Regions from separate parts of the Oryctolagus cuniculus genome. Here region 2 is linked to region 1. A link is a contact called in public Hi-C data. All regions are on one chromosome and are shown on one strand. Each heading gives the region's core, a stretch centred on a gene start, on an enhancer-like site or on the middle of the called end of the contact. The rest is flanking DNA. Distances are from core to core; before and after follow the strand shown. Region 1 holds the start of MECOM (MDS1 and EVI1 complex locus). Region 2 overlaps MECOM (MDS1 and EVI1 complex locus).

Evidence for each region. Hi-C and Micro-C count contacts between places; a contact is called where the count stands out from the background.
Region 2: a contact with region 1 is called in a Hi-C map of an unstated tissue, with 2.3 times the contacts expected there. The contact joins the enhancer-like site here to the promoter of MECOM in region 1. A contact is called at or near these places in 4 of 6 Hi-C or Micro-C datasets (ear pinna, liver, psoas muscle and 1 more).

The regions. Positions count from the first base shown.
Region 1 is chr4:110,629,293-110,635,805 of mOryCun1.1, forward strand. MECOM (MDS1 and EVI1 complex locus) reads left to right here and starts at 3,426. Exons shown (of 15, transcript XM_070072552.1): 1 at 3,426-3,856. The coding sequence starts at 3,820.
Region 2 is chr4:110,743,206-110,749,577 of mOryCun1.1, forward strand. All of the region lies in intron 1 of MECOM (MDS1 and EVI1 complex locus), which reads left to right. Among named protein-coding and RNA genes, the nearest start is that of MECOM, 110 kb to the left of the region's middle. Within about 2 kb of position 4,251, at least 2 of the 8 cell types and tissues checked have an H3K27ac peak or open chromatin away from gene starts, as enhancers often do.

The DNA of each region.
Region 1 (6,513 bases), core at 2,176-4,675:
TTTAGTGGTAATCAAAGAAAACAGTTGGAGGTGGGGTATCCTCGTCGGTGTCTTCCTTTTCAATGACCCGTCTTCCTTTCAACTCCCATCTCGATCTCTCTACTTCTGCTTAAAAAAAAAAAATCCTAAACAAACAAAATGACAATAATAAAACAAGCAAACTCAAAACAGCTCGGAAGCTCATCGAGTTTCCAACGAGGCGCTGCTGCCAGGGCGCCTGCTTCCGAGAGAGGAAACGCAAAGAAAACTCCTAGCTTGGGACCCCTGCTGCTGTCCCCCAAGGAAACGAATTTCAGGAGGGGAAGGGTATGCGGGGGGTGGGGGGTGGGCAGCGGGGGCAGCTTGGCCAACTTGTTGGAGGCCTCTCTTCTCTGGTGCCAGGGGCAGCTTAGCCGTACCGTCAGAGGGTGTCGGGGGCTCCAGGGGCCGCTGGACAGAAAGTCACCTGCTCTGGTCTCACGGCTGGGACTCCGGGCAGGTGGAAGTGACAGGGTCCGAGCACTTGGGAATGGGAACCTGCCGGGGCTGCGGCGCAGCGGGCGGTGAGCGCGGCCGGCTGCTGTCCGGCTTTTGCTCCATCAGGTTAAACACACTTGAACCGGTAACTTGGCGCTTTTATTGACGCACACTTGGGGCAGAAAGCAAATGACAAAAGAACGTGGTGGGGGAGAATCAAGGGAGAAAAAAGGAAAAGAACGCAGCTTTTGTGCTTGAAAAATTAAAAAAAGGATGGTATCGTGAATACTTTTATGATAGGGAGAGAGAGAGAGAGGGAGAGAGAGAGGGAGAGGGAGAGAGAGAGAGAGAGAGCGCGCGCGAGAGAGCACGCTAGCGCGAGCTTGTCTTTTCACAACGCTTTGGCCTGGGGGCCCAGAAGATTTTGTGTTTATTATGTCACTTAGAAGGGCTGCATTTGCTCTCCTATCCCAAAACTCTTGGAACCCTGGGAGAACGACCCATGCGCTGGAGCAAAGGCGACCCCAGGACTTAAAAAACCAGAGGGGAAGGTGTTCCAACAGTGCCTCGATTTCACCCACCCCTCCCTTCTAGAAAAGTTTAGAAGATAGGGACCTTTCCATTTGGGGTTCGGAAGCTCATTCGGGTTTTTGAAGTCCTCCACCTCCCACCTTGTTCCCCTCACAGAACTCACCCCACCCCTTAGCCCGCCAGGTGGTTTAAAATTTCTCAACAGCAACAAGCAGCCCAACATCAATTGTGTGTATGGTATTTAATCTCAGGGTTTGGTTCCCTGGTTTCTTCATTTTCTAGAAAATTCATCCACATCCTTCTTAACCTCCTCCTCTCTCCAATGGAACCCAGACATGGACAACCTCCCTGGGGACAGGGGAAATGAATTAATGACAGGTGTGGCAGTTCTCGGGGCTCCCCTCCCCCCAAGTGTTTAAGGGTGAGATGGTGAAATGAAACTTGCCAGGCAGAGCCTTCTCCTTCTGCCCAGGACACTTTGGAGTCTTTGGGTGCTAGGGTCCAGTGGACTCATCTCCCTTCGTAGGGGGGTGGGGTGGGAGCAGGGTCCTGACAGCAGGGGTCATCCCTTCCCTCCTCTGCTCTGGGCAGTGGTCCCCAGACAGTCCCCTTGAGCGGATCAGAAGCAGCTGTGTGAGCTTGCTGCCAGCCTAGTGTTTCTCTCCCTAGATATTTCAAAGTCCCACTTTTCCACTCCTCCACCTAAACTTCAAGGCTTCAACATTTTCGTGTTGGAGACTTGTGGGGACCCACCGTCAGTATGTTGGAGTGACTAGTGCATTTACAACACCCAGTGTGTAAGAACACTCACCTGTACGTACAGGCAACAGGAACTGTAGGTCTGCAAAGAGCCCAGGTGTCCCTTTCATCCAGAGGGGAGGAGAGTTCCCCTGTGCCCTGGGTGTGTGGGCACCAGAGCCTTCTCTTCTGGAGGTTGTTTTATTCCTACTCTGGGCGATTCCCTCTTTTACTCCCTGCCCCCTCTTCCCTTTCTCACATTTCAAGGTTACACATCTACCTCCCTTGGGATCTGTAGCTTGGTTCTCCAGGGACCTGTATCTTACAGCCAGTGCCCCCGAATTACACAGCTTGGAAGAAAGAAAGAAAGAAAGAAAGAAAAAAAAAAAAAAAAAACAAACGGTGGGCGTCCTTTGCCAGGGTGAATCCTCTAAACTTTGGCTCTCCTGAATAGAAATACCTATCTGCGGGCCACTGATGTTCTTGCGGTTGAACCTGGCTGTTTGGTCTCACACCCCCCAGTCCCAGTTTTGACAATAAATACCAACAGGTACAACCGGGCATTCTCGATGGTCACAGGTGCCCTCCCCTGCCTTTGCCATACTCTTGCCTAGAAGTTGCTTTTCTTTTCCCTTTCCTTTAGCCTCAGCATCAAGGATGTATTGTTGCAGCATGCAGACGGAAAAGATTGTAATTTTCTTTTATGGTGTTTGGCAGGATTTGCAACAGATATTATTGGGGACATAAATAGCACATGGTAGGTATTGAACAAAACTGTTTAATGCAAGGAGGTTGTACCAAGAGAAAAATCTATACCTGGTTGGGATTGATTCATACCTCAAACACCGCTAGCTCCTTTAGGAGTTTCCCATTTCTGAGTGCCCCTTTCACTGGTAAATCCTGTAATTAAAGCAAATTTCAATAATGTATATTTTAAAAGTGTGTGTGTGGTGGGGGGTGCCTTGCCTTCTCCTCCTCCGGCTTGTGACCCCCAGAGGTTGTGAGTTTAAGCGAGTGAGTGGAAGTGGCAGGCAAGCTGAGCAGCGGCAGGAGGCGACCGACCCCGGCAGCCTTGGGGGAGGCCGGAAGGTGACAGCCGACCTCTGCGAAGGCAGGAGGTCTGGGATGCCGACGTCCGCGCCGCCGGGACGAGGGAGTCAAGGGCGGTCATTACGACTGGGTGGAGATACACTACTGAGGTGTTCTGAGGAGGGAAGAGAGCGCTGGTGTGACACCTAAATTCGAGAAAGAAACAGTTATTATTCTGCTTCCAGCTCTGCAAACGGGAGCCACAATAGTTTCAGCAGCAGGAGCAGCGGCGGCAGCAGATTGCCCAAGTTCAGGATGGTTCTCAGTTTCCCCTGGGTCATTTGCCGAAGATCCAGCCTTTTCCTAGTTCCGAAGGAGGGGAAAGAGTTTTTTTTTTTTTTTTTTTTTTTTAAGTTTTTTTCCCCCCTCCACTTTTTGCTTTCCTCATGGATGATAAAGAAAAATGTCTGTAATTTATATGAGAAAAACAACAATAATAATTATAACACGGGCTTAATAAAATTCCAACACGGAATAAACCCTCTACTCAAGTCTTTTCATTCCTTTTTTTTTTTTTTTTTTTTGGGCGAGGTGTCTGCTCCCCTCGGCTCCCCGCTCGTTCCCCGCCCCCCGCCGCCCTCCCCGCAGCTCGCTTTCTCCGCCTCCTCGGCGATTGCCATCTGACAAGATCTCCAAATCAAAGTGATAAATCGCTCCAAACTTTTTTTGGCGGCGCTGAGATGTTGGAGGGGCGTCTAGCGCGCATGTGCGAAGGTGTCCAAACTGACAATGCTGGAGAGATAGCGAGTGTGGATTGAGAGAAAGGGAGAGAGGGAGGGAGAGTGAGGGAAAGAGAGAAAGAGAGTGTGTGGAAGAAAGTGTGTGTGTGTGTGTGTGAGAGAGAGAGAGAGAGAGAGAGGGAGAGGGAGGGAGAGAGGGGGAGAGAGAGAGAGAAAGAGAGAGAGGGAGAGAGAGGGAGGGAGCGAGAGGGAGAGAAAAAGAAGGAAAAGATCCAAGAAAAAAAAACCCCAACCACACACCAGCGGCTGCAGGACTGGGCACAGCATGAGATCCAAAGGCAGGGCAAGGAAACTGGCCACAAGTAGGTGCAATATCCCTTTTCTATTGGCTTTTCCCCCTCCTCTGCCATCTTGCATATCTGTCTCCAGCGCTCCGGGAGGGAGCGCGGGCTGCCTCTTGCGCCGGGGCCCGGGAGGAGGGCAGGCGCAGCGCAGCCCCAGCAACCTGCCGGTTCCAGCTTCCGAGCCCGGTCGCCCGCGCTCGCGCTGCTGGTCTAGGCGCCGGAGGAGCCCCGGCAGCCCTCAGCCCCGCGCACCGACCAGCTGTGGCAACCCCGGGGTGGGGGTGGGGGTGGGGGCGGCCAAGACGGGGGTGGGAGGAGGAGAGCGCGCGAGAGTGAGCGCGAAGGGGTGGGGTGGGGGGGGAAGAGGCTAGGAGAGTCTCCCCCTCCCCTCCCCTTCCCCCCAGGCGGGGGAGAGTCGCCTCTGGCCAACCAGCTGGTCCCGGGGGTGGGAGGGGGAGCGGGGGTGGGGGGCGGGCAGGCGAAGGGAGCCTTCCCGAGCCTTCGTTCGTTTCTGGGGCTTGGGATGGGTGGCCGGCTGTGAGGGAGCCACAGTGGCGGCGGCGGCGGCGGGCGGCACTGGTGGAGTTGGGAAAAGTTGCGAGGCGGCCGCTGGAAGTTGCGCGGGCGGGCTGGCGGGCGGGCTGCGCCGAGCCGCGGCTGCAGTAGTGGGCGCTGTGCGCTCGGCCATGCTGGCCGGCGCGCGCGGCGCGGCGGGAGGACCCGGGCAGGGAGTGGGGGAGACAAAGGTGGAGGGGGGGCTGAGTCGCGGGGTGAGGGGTACCACCACAGCCGAACTCCCGACTCCTCAGAGCCACTGGCAGGTGGGCCGCGAGGAGGCCCTGAAAGCGCGTGGAGAGCCGGGAATGGAGGGCGCGCGGCCAGCGGTTGCCGAGGAGTTGGGAGGGCGAGAGGGCGCTCTCCGAACCGCGAACGAGGGGCTGGCGGGGCGCCGAGCGACCCCCAGGGGGCGAGCTGCCCGAACGTTGGGTCGCGGAGGGGGTGCGGTTGAACCTCTCGCTCTGCTGGGTGCAGTCCGGGTCCCGGGTCAGGAACCCTCCCCGGCGCCCCCTGCCTGCCCAGTGCGTTGCAGCCTTAGTCACGCGGGACGAGGCCGCTTGGCTTTGGGGCTGGGGGCCGTGGGACCCTCATTCCTCACTCTTCCAGCCAAAGTATTGGGTGACTGTCCCGGCGTGGCCTGCCGAGCCGACACCATCCGACACGGCGTGTTGTGTAGGCAACACGGGTGGGTTTGTCCAAATGCTTCTACCCCCAATCTAAGGGGACTCGTGGCGCCGAGCCCTGGAGCAGCCCGCGGCGCCCTCAGCAGCGTCGGCACGCGGGGCTGGAGCTGCTCCCAGGGAGACCAGGCCGTCCCTGGTCCTCCTCACATTTGCACTTGGTGGAAACAGAACTGTACGCGCTTTGCTGGTAGACCAGAGACCAGAAATGAGAGATTGGGGAGGGGGTTGCATTTCCTCAGCGAGGTCCCCAGGCCCCCCTTCCCCGTCCCTGGCCGTTTAGAACCAGGTTTGGCAGGCGCTGCACGCCCCCCCCAGGCGGTGGCCGCCCCTCGGCGGGCTCGGCGTGGCGGGCGGTGGGAGTCGGCGGGTGCCGGGCGTGATGCTGTCATCCTAGGAGCCCTTCCTTTCCGGCGCCTCGGACAGTCCTCACCCGAGCACTCCCGCACTCCGCAGTGTGTTTCCTTTCCTCCGAGCCTCAGGGGTCCACCTAACTGAGTCTCAATGGGTCAGGCGCCCATCTGTTTCTCTTTTGGGTCTTGTTTATTTCACTTCGGTGCGACAGTGTCAAAGCGCGCCAGTGCAACTGTTTTTCCCGTTTGCTTTTAAATGAGGCCGTTGTCTTAATTTTCCGCTGAGAGGGACTAAGTGTACAGACGCCCAGAGGCTTGAGGGCTCGGGTTCCCACCGACGACGGTTTAAGGGAGAGAGAGAGAGAGAGAGAGAGAGAGAGAGAGAATGAGAATGGTGGGGCGCGGAGAGCCTGTGTCTGCCGTGCCCAAGTCCGGAGCTGGACGCCCCAGGCACCGCGTCTCGTGGCCGGGTACCCAGCGAAGTGAAAGCAGAACACAAAACCTGCGACTTTTCTTGAGCAATGTTTTCAACCGTTGATTGCCAAGCAAACTGTGCGCTGCTGCATTAAAAATATTCCCGCATGTACAGGCCCCTCAACCCCCTCGTTTCCGATCCGGCGGTACTTGTCATTCAACCGGTGGGAGACCCCTTTCTCAGTCTGCGCCGTCTCTAAGGATACCGCGGCCGCGTTCTCAGAGTGGATCCCAACTCTCAACAACTTTCCTAGCTAAGCCTCAGATTCCCACTTGCACGGCTCCAGCTGTTGCTGTCGCCGCCGCTGCCGTTCTCAGAAGCGCAGCTTTGGGCAATTTTTCTGTGACAATCTGGGCAATAAAGGAAATCGTATGAAAACTACGGATTTTTTTGTATTTTAAATCGCTATTTCCTTCCCCCAGCTTAGCGCGTGGCGGAGGTGGTTGGTGACCCCTGCAGTGCAAAAGTCCAACGAAAACTTCGCTGTTCTTTCTGCGCACGGCTTCTTTTTCTTTCTGGGTTGGGAAGAGACAGTGTGACCATCCTTTAAAAAACGTAGATACCTGTATTGTGGCACAAGTGAACATTACAGTGAAAGCAAATCACATA
Region 2 (6,372 bases), core at 3,001-5,500, 110 kb after region 1:
GAGGAGTATTATGGCAATTAACACCTTTAGAAAACAAGACCACATTTTCTCAATTTTTCTTTAGAGTGTTGTGAAAGAGCCCTGGGTAAGGAGTCCACAGACAGGAGTTTGAGCCCCTGTGCAGTGGTGAGCTAGCTATACTTCATTGGGATAGTATTTTCACACTTTAGTGCCTCAACTTCTATATTAATGAAGATCTCCAAGGGCCTTCCTCTATCTGTTGTTCCACAAGGATGGAGTTGCTTTACTCCCTGCCCGCTATCTGCTAGTCAGGGCAATGTCATAACTATAGATACACTATTGGCTAACATAAAATTGGAGGAGGCTGTGTACATGTAGCAGGACATGTGTGAATGCTGGATTTAAGAGAGTCTTGATTTGCATTTAAGAGACTCTTGATTTGTGTTTGAGTCCTGCCATATACTTACCGGGCAAGTAGGGAGGTGGGGAAATGGCTGGTTTGTTCTCCAAGCTTTAGTTTAAATGTAAAGTGAGGGGTGGGACTAGATGTTTTTATAAGTTCTTTCCAGATGTATGTTTCTAGGATTTTTGAAGTATCTGAACTCTGCCGGACCCCAGTGGCACTTTCTGTTAGTGTTTTTGGGCCATGTCTCAGAAAAGGGGCAGAGGACCAGTCCTGGTTGGACTTTTGACCATTTGACAATCCACTTCTAATTCACATTGTGTTATCCATCCTACTGGCCAAAGGGACTGCAAACTGAGGTGGAGACATGATACCACTGGCATCCCAGAAGATGAAAGGCTTACTCTGATTCGTGTAGAATATGAGAAAATTGTCTTTGGAAATGTCAGTGTATGAAGGAGAGTCAACCCCTAGCTGTAACTCAGAACTGAAGTTCTTTTTCCTCACCACACTGAATAAAAGTTTAAGAAATACAGGATGGGGAAGTTGTGTGCAAGCGTGCCTACCCAGGTTTTCTTGCAAGGCAGGAGGGGCTGCAGTCAAGTAGCTTCCTATTGGGAGCAAAAGCTAAGGAGAAGTTGGGCCACAGCGGGGCCTGAGGTCCATCTCCTGAGAGTAGAGTGATTTGTGTGCTGGCTACCTGGCTGATTTGATCCAAATTGGCATCCAGCCCCATCACTGGTGGAGGCCTGTGGAGGGTGTTAAACTCCCATCCCATATCCTCATTGGCAAAGTGGCAGAAATAACAATAGGTGCCATCAATGCGGGGCTAGAACGGGGAAAGAACCTTGCATGGTGCCTGGCAGTCAGCAAATTGTGGTTGTAGCTTTTGCCATTATTATTGATTTTTAAAATGAGGCTTATGTTGGGATTTGGTGCAATAGTTGACACACTGCTTGGGACACCTGCATCCCATATGAGAGACCTTTTGTTCAAGGCCTGGCTGTGCTCCCGATTCCAGCTTCCTGAAAATGCACATCCTGGGAGGCAGCAGGGCATGGATCACGTGCTTGGGTCACTGCCACCTACATAGGAGCCCTAGACTGAAAGCCTCATTCCTGGCTTCAGCCTAGTCCAGCCTTGGCTGTTTGCAGATGTGTGGGAAGTGAACCAGTGGATGGGAGATCTCTGTCTCTCTGACTTTTGTTTTTCAACATTTATTAAAATACATTCTACAAACCAAGAAATACACATGCATGTACAGATAAATAAGTGTTTTATCATCTGATAATACTCATAACAACACCCAAATGAAGAAAAAAATACTGTTACCCCAAGGGTCCTCATTATTCCCTGCTTTCCATTTGTTTTTGTTTTAATGTGGAAAAAAAGAGTATATTTTCACTGACATGGTATGATTCAGTGAAGCAATATTTATAACTATAAACTGAATGATAAGACACCCACACAATTTTTGCACTCTCTCTCCATATTAATTACCACAAATAAGAGAAAACGTGATATTTGTCTTTTGGGGTCTGGCTTATTTCACTTAGCATAATGATCCCCAATTGCATCAATTTTGTTGTAAGCATCAGGTTTTCATTCTTTTTATGGCTAAGTAATATTCCATCATGTAAATATACCACATTTTCTTTACCCTGTCATCATTTGATGGGCATCTATGTCGGTGCCATATTTTAGCTATTGTGGATTGGGCTGCTATAATAAATAAAGCAAAACAAACATTAGGACAGTCTGATCCCCAGTGCAGAGGGAGCACCCGAGACAGCACATTCCATTAAACTCCCAGCAGATGGTGATGTGCTATGCAGGATCCTGTGGGACAGTCACTTGGGCACATGCCAGGCACCTTCTTCATAGACTTCATGTCTATGCTTCTTAAAACCCTTCCCCAGACTATCCGTGTGCATATATAGGGGCTGTGAAATCTGACACTCTCTTGCACCCATGTTAGAGAATCCAAACTCCTACAGATATTTCTAGTAACTACATGAGGTATTCGTTCCAGGCAGATTCAAATCCTTTGCCTAAAATCCCTCTATGAGAGCAATGGAAAGATTCTCTGACCCATCATACCCATCTGGGCCTCTGTTCCCAATGTTTGTTTGCAAATTGGTGGGATTTTGGAGTAGCGCTGCAAGTTGGGAGCCAGCACATCCCAGTATCTGGGTCATCCCAAAGAACTGGAAAATGAAAGTCATAATAGGGCCTGTGTTTTCATGGCTCCCAGCTCTATCAAGAAGTGGAGTGAGGAGCAAACAGCCTTTGACCCTGCCAAGGCTGGTAATCACTGGGCGAGCAAGCCCATGGTGGCCCAGTGCTCAGAAATGGGTAGAGATAATGCTTAGAAGAAGATTATATTGGAGGCAGGTGGGAGTTGAAGCTACAGAATACCTGAGCTGATGGCTGCTTCTTGTTACCCCTCTCTCTACATTTTGGCTTTCTGCTACTATGCTTTTAGATGCATCAAAGTGATCTAAGTGGGTAGACCTTATGGTCAGGTTCAATCCAACATTCATCAGATGCCTATCCTATCCATGGTGTTTGTTAGGCACAGTGGTTCAGAATTGAAGAGTGGTTCTGCCCCTACCATGTTCAAACTGTATCCATGCCTTACTGTGTAACCTTGGGAAGTTCCACTTAGCCACGCTGAGTGGGCACCTCATGAGACAGTGTGAACATTGTGTGGGAGAAAACACTTACAGTCAGAAGCATGCCAGATGTGCTCAACATGCTGCCTTTGCTCCTCCTGTTCTCTTGAGCCGGAACCTTTTGCAGTGTCCCAGCAGAATTTACCTGACAAAGACAGAGGGATTTCATGTGTCAGTTTCTCCTGGGACTGCAGGTGGCCTCTGAGTATGTGTGTTCAGGTGTGATTTTCAGGGTCGGTGTGACCACCTGAAGTGCTCTGCTTTTTACGTGAGGTGAAATTAATATGTATACAGAGTTCTTCATGTGAGACTTTATTATAGTAAACTGCTCAGTGTTAAAAGGAAAGAAAATAGAGAACTTGGCAATGAATCTGATAATTCAAATGGAAAATTTGCTTCACTCGACTGACTTGGGCCATGTATATATATATTTTTTTCTATGAAAGTAGCTCTCTCTAAAGTATTTTAGGAAGCACCTGAATGTTATCTCCATTTGGCTAATTTAAGACATACTTTGGAAATTTGGAATATGGGATTTAAATATAAGATAGAATTTGGGAATGTGTTTCTCGCCTATGTTTTTTATATTCATTCTTTAAAGAAAAAATAGTGTATGGGCGTTATTTTTCTTTTATTGAATTTTAATTGATTTTCTCCTTTATCGTCATTTTGTCCTGTATTAATTTGAAGCAAGTGTATACTAAAAGGAGCATTAAGCTCAAGACTTTGGTGTTCTTAATATTTAGCTATCAAATATGTGTGGCTGTTTTATATGTATATATTTACATATGACATTTTCTCTTATGAACACAAAGTATTTCTTGTCCATTTGAGTTGCCTTAGCAACTGCTATCAACTTTTTCTTTTTAAAAAACATATTAAGTACCCTTTGGCTAGGATCATTGCAGTTTATTCTATGGATCTTCTTCAATTGCTTCTAATGCTTCTAGTTACGTCCCTTTATTGAAAAAAGCTGCCCATCTTTTAAAATAATTAAATAGCTTACCCCCGATAAGACACATTTACTGCATTATGGTACACACTTTTTATTTATTTAGTTGAGAGGCATAGAGGCAGAGACACAGGGAGGGGGCATGCGCATGTGTGTGCATGTGTACAGACAATTCACTAGTTTACTCCTCACGTGCCTGCAATGGCCAGAGCTGGGCCAGGCTAGGAATACAATATGGATGTGCTGCAAGGAATCACTTGAGCTATCACTGCTGCCTCGCAGGGTCTGTATTAGCAGGAAGCTGGAACCAGGAACAGAGCTGGGATTCAAACCCTGTCTTGATATGGGATGCAGGTGTCCCAAGCCGCATCTTAATTGCTAGGCCAAACACCTGCCCCTAGGGTAACCATTTTTAAGTGAACAATTGATTTTAGATGGGCTCTGGGTCAGACTATGGGTTTTCTGGGCCACTCCCCATAGAGAAGGGCAGAATCATTCTGAAGTCCCAGAAGCACGCCAGTACTTGACCTTTCGGAGTGACTATGATAACTGTGAGTAATTCTGGTTAATCTTATGACAGGGGCACATATTTGAAAACTGACTCAGCCTCGTTTCCTTTCCTTCTGTCCTAAAAACACCTCAACTGCTTCGCAGAGGAATCTATGAATCACTGAGCCTGTTGTCCACTTAGTGTCCTGTCCAGTAGCCCTCTCTCACTGGGACTGATCATCTGGCTTGAACAAAGTGCAGCTTGCAGGCTGAATCCTGAAAAGCTCCTGAAGTACTCCGGAAGGAAGGGAAACGACCGTTCACTCTGATTTGCTCCACATTCCAAATTTGCCTCCAGATGCAAGTTACACGGCCAAAAGGTCAAACAACATACATTTTGGGCTGATTGGCCTTGACGTTTTTTGGGCTACTTGTCCTTGAAAGATGTTTTCTAGTGAGCATGGAATCACGGCTATGTCAATACAAAATCTCCTGTTATTCAGTTTGTAAGTGTGAGTAGATAACCCGCCGTGTTGATGTTTGGAGGCAGAGCGGACTGGTTGCAGGTGTGCATGGCCGCAGGGTGCCGATCTAAGAAGGTGCAGTTGGTTTTGTGAACCTACTCGTCCCCACACCTGCTTGCCAGGGCAGGGCTGGGTGTTGGCCACAGCTGAGTGCTGGTTGCTGGATGCTGGCTGGCTTGTCTGCGAGGGTGCACCCTCTGCTGGAACAGAAGAATAATCATTGCCTCCAAGGAGAAGCAGGAGCTTAGAATGTGGCCCCTTTCAAAGCAGTGTCTCTTCTGTCTTAAAAGCTGATCTGTGGGATAAGCACTGCTCTCTGAATGTTGACTGGGGCTTTCCCTGACACTGAGTCTGTAGTCCTTCCAAGCTTGGCTCCTTTCTGGAGAGCTGGGGGTTTCTGGAAGCTCTGATAGTTTTCAAGCCTTTCTGTGGCAGAGGGTAAGGTACTAGGTTCTTGCTGTGACACAGCTAAGTAGCAATATCTAGGGCTGAAGCACTTTAAACTACAATGTCAGGGTTTTTGACAATGAGTTCTCACCATGGTCAACCGCAACTTTCCCTGATGGGTTGTTGTCTCTATCCCCAGGAAAAAGGCAACATTTCTAACACGCCCTACACCCCAAAGCAAGTGGGAGCAAACAAATGGCTTCACTTAGCCGGACCAACATCTGTGCATCTATGTTGGTTTTAAGCCCTATTTATTTCATTCAGAGCCCCCTGTTTATTTTGTTTAGAAATAAGATTATTTTATTTTATTTATACATTTATTTTAGTTTTTAACAGATTCAATACAGTGCATAGATACAACTCTAAGTATATAATAATATTCCCTCCCTTTCATTCTTTCTTTTGCTTTTGAGATAACATTTTTAATTTACATTATAGTCAAGTTCAACAAGTAAAAATAAAAAGATCCTAGTTTAGTGGGAATATAGACAAGGACTATAAACAATAGTTAAATGGAAAGATGACCAGTTAGCCCACATACAGTAAATTTTAAAGTATTCACAAGATCATTAAAACCATAGTAGTATAGCATTATTAACAATTGGCTTGACAAAGGTATGCAGCAAAGTTTGACAAAACTGTATTTGCTGTAGTACTGATATACACAGGCATTTCTTTTTTGATTTTTTTTCTTTTTAAAATTTAGTTCCCACATATAAGGGAGAGCATGCTTTTTTTTTCTTTCTGTTTCCGGCTTATTTCTCTCAACATAATGCCCTCCTGTGGCATCCATTTTGCTGCAAGTAGTAGAATCTGATTCATGTTTACAGCTGAATAATACTCCATTGTGTTTATGCACCACATATTCTTTATCCATTCATTTGATGATGGACACCATGATTGATTCCATACTTTGGTTAT